Linked DNA regions of Bos taurus: region 2 is linked to region 1. A link is a contact called in public Hi-C data. All regions are on one chromosome and are shown on one strand. The core of a region is the stretch at or near the end of the contact, and the rest is flanking DNA. Distances in the headings are between cores, read along the strand shown. Region 1 has its middle 86 kb from the start of CCNL1. Region 2 holds the start of TIPARP (TCDD inducible poly(ADP-ribose) polymerase).

Region 1 (5,262 bases), core at 65-2,564:
AGTCTCTGGCCCTGTAATTACTTCCCTTTGTAAACCTGAATACCCAATCAGATGGATGTCTTCTCCACAATTTTTGTCATATTTATGGAATACCTTTAAACAATGGAATCTGGAACCTCCAGCAACATCTGTGTCCAAATATATCCAGGCCTGTTTGTTTATGCTTTTAATTGAAAGTCAATTTTAGACCAACTACTCTATGGTATCATTGAAAATGCATAGTTTTAGAAAATTCTTGAGAATTTTGCAAACCATTAAAGTAACTTGACATCATACTTTATATTTCTCAGCTGTGATTGCTGTTGGAATGAAATCAAGGGTAGCATTCAAAGACGTCTGCAGCCTGAAAAGGTTTGCATAAGAATTCTGATTCCACTAGAAAACGGTTTCTTTTAGGATGACTACCATTTTCCAATGGCTCATGTAATATGGTTGGTTTATTTCCATTCCAATTAAAGACGCAATTCATTAAAGAGTCTTTAACTTCATTAAAGCAAAGTTTTCTGTTAATGTTATCAAGCATTGATGGGGTTCTAATCAGACTTTCTCAGCAGGCAGAAAAACAGCTTTCAAACGCTCTGATTTTGTATGAAGCAATGCTCGTTTCTACACAAGGACTTTCATTTCTGTGAGCTGGCCTGGTAAAATGTTTGTTCCTTTATGCTCAATCTAGTTTATTTGAGTCACAGGTCTGTGGGCCGAATAATATGTATAGAAGGATTATTTGTACAAGAGAGCAGTTGTATTTTTTATATTCAATCTTCAAGGATTAGGAAAATTTTAAACCAATTAAGAACTCCCATCACCAGCAGTTTCTTAGCAGGAAATTACTTTTCATGGCATGTGGGAATTATCATGAACATAATTTTCCCTTGAGATGGTATGTTGGTACACAAGAGGAGTGTTGGACAGGATATCCAGAGGAAGTGATAACTTGCACATGAGGAAATGAGTCGCTCTCTTCAAGGTTAGATGATAGGAGACCAGGGCATATTTTCCTCATTTATCTTTTCATTTTTAAAAGTCCTGGAATTCAGGTACATCTTGATTGTTCAGGATAATAAATAATAGGTGAGGCAGGGATAGAAAAACCACAAATGGTGAGTAAAGTTGGAAAACTAGGGATTCGTTTTTTTCCTGTTTATCTACCTTTACACCGAGCTGTGTACTTTGGTTACCATGGTCTCGTGGTAACTCATGTCGCAGGTCATACCATATAAAATCACAGAGACAACGACAGGCAGGAAGAGAGGCCGGGCCGTGTTGTCTGAGTAATACACACAGCCCAGGGTGTTGTTGGATGTGAGCCTGGGTGCACCGCTGCCTGATGAGCCCAACCCGAGCCTACAGACTGCCGTCTCACCTTTTCTCCTGCCTCCGCCTGCCCCCTAGTGGACGATTGTGGGAAAGCGTGGGAGTCCGCCTGAGGGTCTTTGTGGGGGCTGAGGAACGGCTCCCTGAGAGCTGGCCTCCCCCAGCCGTGCTCTGGCCTCCGCCAGGCACTCCGTCAATTTCCTGGAGAATCGGGGCTCTGCGTGGGATGCTATGAAGTGTCCCTAGGACGAACACCATCATTTCCTGTGTCATTTCCCCCATTTTCCTCTACCTCTGCCCACCTTGATACCCAGCTGGCCAGCACCTTCCCTTGTGCAATCCCCACATGAGACATGTTTTTTATACAGAGGACAAATTACTCCTCCTTTGGGTCCTGCAAACCGCAGACAACTAACACAGAATGGCGCTACTGAACTCATTCCCACTGTAGGAGCCCCTTATGACTCCCATATGTCCCGATACCCATTCATTTATTCGTCAGATACCTACTAAATGCCGAGCCCAGTGCCAGGCCTCTGAGACATAGAAGAAACTGGGCCAAGATTCCTGCCTGGAGGAGCTCTGGGCGAGAGAAGGGACAGTTCATCCAACAATCGCCATGTAATGAGGCTCACGCCACTGAAAAGACGACCGCGCTGTGCTGCGGGGCCAAGGCGGTGGGGGCAGAGGCTTTTGGATTTGTTGTGGATTCTCGTCACAGCAAGGTTAGCCCAACAACTGCTTTGTTCAAATGACTCAGAAAAGTAAATGAGGCTGGCACAGGCCGTCCTGACACCACACACCTCTATAATACCCTGGCTATGCTGCATGTTTTCATCTCTGCCCAAGTCACAGTGATCTGACTGTCCCAGCCGGTGTGGATGCAGCTGAGAGGAGGCAGACAGCACCACGAGTTCTCCTAGATGACGCATTGCTTGATTTTCCCGCTGTGGCAGCCCTCAGCTCCTGCCAACACTCTGCTCTGCTTTGCTCACTTCAAGCCTCCCTTAATTTTTCTGAGGCCTGGGTTTTCCACATCGCTGATTCACAGAAATGGAAGACCTAGAAAGAAAAAAAAAAAAAGGTAATTATATCAAATGACTCAGGAGCCCTCTTGGACCCTGTGATCTGTGTACAGACTTGCACTGTAAAAGCTGAGGATAATAATGTCATCTGTGTAAGAAAAGCTGGAAGAAAAACAGATTAACATTCTTCTGAATTCCTGGCTCCTGGCAAAAACTAGTATAGCTAGGATGGATTCTCAGCCAGAGCCTGACAGCTGAATACCTCATCCAGAGGTGATGGTACCTGTAAAGAACTCTGGAAGAAGACACGTTCCTGGGACAAGGGTCCCATGTGCTCATCTCTCTCTCTTTCTCTCTCTCTGATGAACTAAATGTTTGTGGGATGAAACATTTACTGAAACATTCCAGTCCGTCAGGCCCTGGAAGAAACACAGACTGAGAAATGAAACCGGCAGGCCCTAGACCCTTCCATTTAAGATTCATTAACAAATAAGAGGAAATGATTTCCCTGTTACAAAACTGCTGAGAGAGAGGACAATCGAGGAAGGATAGGAATCAACTACGGGAGAGGAGTGGGTAGCGGGACCAATCCCCCGCCCCGCGGGGGGAGGGGAGGAGGGCTCAGAAGCGCCTGCAGGTGCAAAGGGAGGCGCCATTGCGCCCCCGGCGGAGAAGTGCGGAGGTGCATGTCGGCCGCAGACCTCTGCCAGATCTGCGCTGGGGTTGCAGTGACACAAACACGTGGAGCTCCTGAGAAAGGGCCCCCGTGATAATTCTGGCCCCAGCACAGCCCTCCCCACCTCCCTACAAAGGAGCGCTGGCACGAGTCCCCAGGGAGGCGGAGCTGGTGTGGCTGCATGAGTAGAAGAGGTTAAGAAGCCAGAACGGAAGACCTCCGGGATCTGACCCCAAATCCTTCCTTTTCCCTGAGGCGGTTGTGGCCTGGGCTAAGGGAAGTTACACATAGCTATAAACGTTGTGCACTTCTGCACCTTTTGTATTAGTCTAAAGAAACTGGTACATCTAAATTATCCTGCTATGCCCTAGCGTTGGCTTCCATTAAATCCTCATACTTCCTGCATTTCTGTTTTTCTTCCATGTACCCTTAATAGCACCCAAAATTCATTCATTTCAGGTCAACAAATACTGACTGAATGCCCACTCCACTCTTTGCCGGGTCATACTGGATACCATGAACACGATGTCAGCAAACATAGACACAGTCCCTGCCTTCATGGAACTTAGGGATAGAAAAGGAGATGACCCTGATGAAATAATCACACAAATTAACACAACATTGCAACGTGTGGTTATTTGATCAAGGTCATCTCCTTTTCTATTGTGTAAGTAATAAGGGGTTTGATTTAATAAGGGACGTCAGGGAAATCTCTGAGGAATTGGTGAGTGACATGAAATCTGAAGGAATAGGATTAACTAGGGCAAGAGGGTCCGTGCCCCTCTGTGGTGGGATGGTACTTGTGCCTTCAAGGTCGTGAAAGACATGAGTGTGAACAGAGCACAGAGAGGGATGGGTACAGGATGTAGGACAAGGCTGGACTCGAGCCAGGCCATGCACAGGGAGTCACCGAAGTGTTTAAGTGGACAGGCAATGGGGTCAACGGTGCATTTTAGAAAGATTGCTCTGGATACAAGAGCTTGGAAAGAAGAGCATTTCGGAAAGGGTCACAAGTGGATGTTATGAGACCAGTGAAGAAGCTGTTACAGGTAAATTCAAAACTAGGAGAAGAACTGCGGAGGAGAGAAAGGGGGAAGATCCTAATTAGGAAGCACAACTATCAGGATGTGGTGATGAAGTAGATAGGCCTACAATGTATTCCACACCTATACCATCTCCCAACAACCTCCCCTGCAATAAGCCCTCTTCATGGGCTAGATTGCCATCTGAGATAAAAATGCAACTTGCCCTTCTTCCAGATTTGTCTCTAAAGATGCCTTCATGGTTTCTTTCTGGCCTCCTTTAAAAATGAAGGGAAGGAAGGTCTGTGATGCCTGGAACATATCAAAGGTCATGGGTTGAAATGACAACAACTCAGATTACAGGACTGTCAACTCCCATGACCTTAACTGAAGGGCTGAGGGGTTGATAGCAGACCAAGAGAGCTTTACAACACTGCATGCTGCTACAGCATTGGATCTGCTGATTGAGTACTTAACATTCATGTACTGTCCAATTAAAGTATTCTTCTACCACATGCTTAGAGAATGCTATGTGGGATTTCTGCATTAGCTGGGGGTGGAACTAGCTACCATGTGTCCTCCTCTACCTAAGACCCTTGATTCTGCAAAACAGCCATTGATCTGTTCCAGGAATGGTGCTTTATCACTATGCTGTGCTAGGTACCAGGAACTGGAAGATGAATAAACGCCTCCTGCCCTCCAGGAGCTGTTGCCTAGCAGGTCTGCCAATCAGGACCACACCGTGTGGGTGCCACAGCACAGGTGGAGGACGGGGACAGGCGCTCTGCCTGGAGGGGTTAGGAAGGCTTTCCAGAAGACCTATCTGAGCCAAATGTCAAGGGATGAGCAGGAATTTAGATGGAGAACAGAAGACAGGTTATTTCAGGCAGAAGAAACAATTCATATAAAGACACAAAAATACCTAAGAGTAAGACGTGGCCAAAAAACAGGCCCAGAGATGGTGGTAAGGGCTGTAGCTGGAGGTGAGATTGGAGACAGACCTCTGGTGGGGTCACTGGAAGCTCCTAACTACCTGCTGAAGGGAATATTAGTATTAATACTAGTGTTTCTATTTTATAACAAATTACTCCAAAACTTAGGTGCATAAAACAACAAACATATATTATCTCACGGTTTCTGCGGGCCAGGAATCTGGGCATAGCTTAGTGATCCTCTCGCTCAGGGGCTTACAGGCTGCGGTCATCTCAAAGTTCCACAAGGGAGG
Region 2 (5,312 bases), core at 1,645-4,144, 420 kb before region 1:
TTTGGCTGATAGTACATTACTAAGCATGATTCAACCAAAGGCTTGTGCATTGAGACTTGTCCCCTTGAAATGTTCCCTCTTGGAAACCCGAGAAGTTTCCATGTTGTGGGGAAGCCCAAGTTAGTCACATGAAGAATTCTTGTAGGAAAAAAAACAGGGAAGTCAGCCAAGAGCCAGAACATACACATGACCCTCCCTGAACCAGGCCCCAGCCATCTGAGCCACCCTAACTGAGACTCCAGATATGGCGGAGCAGAGATGAGCCATCTGCACTATGCCCTGAATGAATTCTTTAGCCAGAGACTCCAGAATCATAAGTAAATAAGAGTTGTTGTTTTAAGTCATAAGTTTTGGGGTCATTTGTTCACAGCAATAAATAACTGAAACACTACTAAAAGAATAAAGTATGTATAACAAGTAACCTAATTGTTGAGACAGAATAGAATTTACAAAACTTTAAAAGGCATGAAAGGAAAAAACACAGAACAGATGAGACAAACAGAAAGCAAACAGTAAACTGGCAGATTTAAACTCAGATACTTGATTCTAGGAAACTCCACATATGAGTAGGCACAGATCAAGATTTGTCTCAATACAATTAAAAAAGTTTTATTCATTTTTGGCTGCACTGAATCTTTGTTGCTGCACACAGGCTTTGTTGAGTTGCAATGAAACGGGGCTACTCTTCATTGTGGTGTGCAGGCTTCTCACTGCGGTGACATTTCTTGTGGAGCACAGGAGCTCTAGCTGTTCAGGCTTCAGTATCTGTGGCTTGCAGTCTCCTAGTTGCAGCTCAGGGGCTCGAGAGCCCAGGTTCAGTAGATGTGGCACACAGGCTTAGTTGCCCCCTTGCATGTGGGATCTTTCCACACCAGGGATCTAATCTATGTCCCCTGTATTGCTGCTGCTGCTAAGTCGCTTCAGTTGTGCCCAACTCTGTGCGACCCCATAGATGGCAGTCCACCAGGCTCCTCTGTCCCTGGGATTCTCCAGGCAAGAATACTGGAGTGGGTTGCCATTTCCTTCTCCGTCCCCTGCATTGGCAGGCAGATTTTAAACCCCTGGACTAACTGGGAAGTCCTTCAGTACAATCTTTAAAGCTTGGAAATTCTTGTCTTTTACTTAGTAGTTTCTGAATTCTGTCCATAACATTCTCACCTTAAAGACCCTGGGGGAGCATATTGTTGTCACTGTGTCGTGTCTGACTCTTTATGACCCCATGGACTATAGCCTGCCAGGCTCCTCTGTCCATGGGACTTCCCAGGCAAGAATACTGGAGTGGGTTGCCATTTCCTTCTCCAGGAGATCTTCCTTACCCAGGGATTGAACTCGTGTCTCCTATATTGGCAGGCAGATTCTTTGCCACTGAGCCACCTAGTAAACCCAGGGTGCTAGGGGAGATACTACCCTTAATCTCTTCTTTGCTGGTGTGTCACTCAGTTTGGTTTATAACAATTTAAGTAAGGCTTGGAATTGTAGTATTTATTATTATCCCTTCTTATTTTTTAACAAACTTGATAAGGTTATATTAATACTGACTTTTTCAGCCCATAATGGCTCCAAGCTATGGAATTAAGTCACTTTAGATTTCAGGTCACAGGAGAGCAACTCTTTGGGAACTGTGTTCTTTTTCTACCACCTGATGGGGATACAGTCATGATTAATTTCCCTTGATTTTGACCAGGGCCTACTTTCTCCATAGTGAAGTGAAAGTCGCTCAGTCGTGTCCAACTCTTTGCGACCCCATGGACTATATAGTCCATGGAATTCTCCAGGCCAGAATACTGGAGTGGGTAGCCTTTCCCTTCTCCAGGGGATCTTCCCAACCCAGGGATCGAACCCAGGTCTCCCGCATTGTAGGCGGATTCTTTACCAGCTGAGCCACAAGGGAAGCCCAACTTTTTCCATATATAGTGATTATATAAATAGTGCTTCTTCCTCCACCGCTAAAGAAATATTCAATAGGTTGATTCACCATCCAGGATGTTTTACAATCCAGAAAATATGGCAAATTCGGGATATATGGCAAATATTTGAGAGGCGAGCACATGGTGCTACGAAAGCTCCATGAGGACAGAGAAGGTGTCTGGGCTGATCAGGACAGTAGTCTAAACCTCCACTTCGCCCTCAGCATGCAATCCGCACTCGAAAAAATATTTGTTGAATGAAAAGACAAGTCATCATGGTGTTTGTATCCTTTAAAACACACACCTCAACACCCCAAAAGTAAGTTTCCCTTCTGCAATGCTGCGAATGTTTCCCGTGAAACAGGAATGCCTGCAACCAGGTCGGGCAAGCGCTGGCCCCGGTGCGGTGCGGTGCGCGCCCGCCCGTCCGGAACGGGGCGGGCGACCCCGTCTGGCCGCAGAAGCCATAGCAGCCGATCACCTCATCTCGGGGTCGGCGGCTTCAGCGGCAGGAGGCCTCTGGTGAGGAGGCAAATAAACAAAGCCAACCGCACAAAAACGGGTTGTTCTGTTTCACATCCTCCCTCGGGTTTCCTCCGAACAAAGTGACCCTCCATCTGTCCGCAGGCAGGTGGAGCTCGCCCCACCCCCGCGGCGCGCACCTCCCCTCCTCACAGCTGCTCGACCCTAGATGCATGTAGACGCGGACCCTCCAGGACAGAGCAGGCGGCGAAAGGACACGCCTCCTCCAGGGAGCACGCGGCCCCGCACGCACACCTCTCGCGCGCCTCCTCGCGAGTGAGCGCGCACGCGCACGTGGGGCGGGCCGCCTTCCCGGCACCCACTGAGCTCCCAGTCCCCTCACCCCACCCCACCCCACCCCGCTGCTGCTCAGGCTCCGCCTCCGCGCCGGGGCTGCTGAGAGGAGGCGACCGGAAGCCACTTTAAAGCAGAGCTCGAGGTGACAGGCGAGCGAGCTGCTTCGGGAGTGCAGTCGCGGCTTTCTGCGCTCCCCGCGGCAGAATGGCCCGAGTGCCGCTCGCCGCTTCTCCAGCCTATGACCCCTAGACGCCGGAGCCCACCCTCCGCGCCCACCCCCTGGCGCGGACCCTGCCTGCGAACCGGCGTCGCCCGGCTCAGCTCCTGTGGTTAGTTCTCTCAGACAACCCGTTTCAGGTAAAGGACTCGGTTCTGAGGGGCCGACGAGGGACCCTCGCTGGGATGGTGGTCACGGAAGGGGGTGCCGGCCTTGCTGCCTGCTTTCACAGATCTGGGGTGATTGGTGTTTAGACTACCTTTTTGTACCGAATTCACTTGGATCCAGTCAATATCAGGATGGCATTGATTTACACTTTTAGTCACTTCGGGTCTCTAGCAGGTGTATAAATTGGAGTAAGACACTGGGTTTAGTCGAGGGCGCCGGCGGCTCCCCATTTCCCACTGTGTAAGGGAGGCTCGGGGGCGCGTCTATGCGGTCGTTCCTGCCGGGCAGACCCCTGGCGTTCTGAGGCGCACATCGCGGGGGAGAGCACGGCTGCTGAGGGGAGCCTTCCGGCAGACCCGCGTTACGGCTGCAGCCCAGAAGTTTGCAAGCTGTTTTCAGATTAACTTTAAAGTCCTCGCTTTCCTCCCCGCCAGCCCGAGAAACGCCCTTTGCGTTTCCTCCGCTCTGCTCAGGTCGGTCCTCCGAGCCTCGCAGGACAATCTTCTCGGGAAGGTCGGTCAAGGAAAGAAAGAAATTGAGGCGCCGCGAGTGGCTTCTGGAAAGGGGAGGGCAGCCGGGGCGGGGGGTCGCTGGGGGGTGGGAGGAGGCTGGCCCGGGGGTATAGGAGCAGGAGTGGGTGGGATCCTCGGGAACACCAGAGATCTGGCCGCGAATCGGCGTCGCCGGGCACAGTTCGTGCGGTCCCGGGCGCCGAGCTGCGCAAACCGCCGCGGCCGGCAGGAGGCGTCCCTCGGACCCCCGGCCGAGATCCGAGCCCAGACGGAGTCATGAGTCGGGAGCGGGGCGGTTTCCCCGACGGTGGTGGGGTGCAGAATGCCTGAGAACTGGGCCATCACCCGGGGGTATCGTGAGGTGAATGGTGAAGCTGTAGGTCGCTGGCAGAGGGACTGGAGGAAGTGTCCTTCCAATCTTTTTTTTTTTTTCTGTTATGCAAACTAATTGAGGAACTAGGTTCTAGTGACTTCCTCACTCCAGCCACTCCTCCAGTTCTCTGCCTCTTTCTCGGTTTTATTTCTGAGTTTGACAGAGGGCAAAAATAGGAAAAGTTGTGGCGTGTGTGTGCCCTCGTATAAATAAACTGGGTTTCGTGTCTGTTTTGCCTTGACTGGGTGTGATAGGAGTGGTTATTGTGTGTGTGTGTGTGTGTGTGTGTGTGTGTGTGTGTGTGCGCGTGGGGGGAAGGCACAGGCCAGTTTGGTGTGGAGAGGGAATACCACAATCTGTGCCAATTGTGCCTTAAGGCAAGAGCACCAAATGATGAATAATAACGCCTGGCTTGGCTGCTTTCCAGTTGATTTATGTCTTATGTCAAGTCCCTCCTTCTTCGTGAAGCTTTCCCTAACAATGCCAGCTCACACTGAACTCTCCTTTTTCTACCTTTTCTTTTGTACTTGCCCTGTACATTAACGCCTTGTTATATACTGTTTTTAATTTTTCTGAGTTTGATTTATTATGCACTTTTTACACATGTAGACTTATAAATCACTCCAATTAGATCTTTTATTCTTTTTTCTGGGGACTCAATTTTTTTCATTTTGTTGCTTTTCTTGACTCATAAAGGCTCACGGAACTTGCCATTTAATTGGTGCTTTTTCTTCAATAATTCAGCTAGAAAATATTATGGAGCACCCACTGTGTGCATGTGCTAGGCACTGTACCCTGGATGCATACTTGGTGAAGTCATGAGCCCTTGCATCAAAGATTTCTTTCAGTCTATTGGATAAGGGAGAAGAGGATTAATTGCTCATCACCACCCCTTTTCCACCTGGCATAATGCTCAGTAAATATTTTCAGAATTAGTTAATGAATGCTAGATTGTGGAGGAGACACCATTCATCATTTTACAAAGTTTTCTTTGCTTTTTAAGTTCTAGTTTTTTTCAATGGGTCTGATTCTTCAAAGAAAGCACTATTTAAGTCCCTGAGTAGTTCATTCGGAATCTGAAATTTGGTGTGTTTTGTTTTCTTGTGTTATTTTTCTGTGCCTTCTTTTTTTTTAATTCACATATGTAGCTTTTCCAAAGACAGGGAGGCCCCTTTCTGTATTAGGAAGTTGTTTTTGGTTTCTAAAAGTGTGCAGTGGTTGTTGCTGATATAGCTTCTGTTGCTAAATCAACCCTGGTATTCTTCCGCTAGTAGTGGTAATGTTTTGGGGATTGCAAAAGTAAACCCTTAACATCC

Evidence for each region. A called contact is a pair of places that touch in the nucleus more often than the background predicts.
Region 2: a Hi-C map of skeletal muscle shows a contact between it and region 1, with 3 times the contacts expected there. The contact joins the promoter of TIPARP here to the enhancer-like site in region 1. A contact is called at or near these places in 2 of 11 Hi-C or Micro-C datasets (blastocyst and skeletal muscle).

Annotation. Positions count from the first base shown.
Region 1 is chr1:110,530,478-110,535,739 of ARS-UCD2.0, reverse strand. No RefSeq gene overlaps it. Among named protein-coding and RNA genes, the nearest start is that of CCNL1, 86 kb to the right of the region's middle. Within about 2 kb of position 1,314, at least 70 of the 102 cell types and tissues checked have an H3K27ac peak or open chromatin away from gene starts, as enhancers often do. A contact at or near this core is called in skeletal muscle, where this site is marked.
Region 2 is chr1:110,953,473-110,958,784 of ARS-UCD2.0, reverse strand. TIPARP (TCDD inducible poly(ADP-ribose) polymerase) reads left to right here and starts at 2,894. Exons shown (of 6, transcript NM_001206048.1): 1 at 2,894-3,083.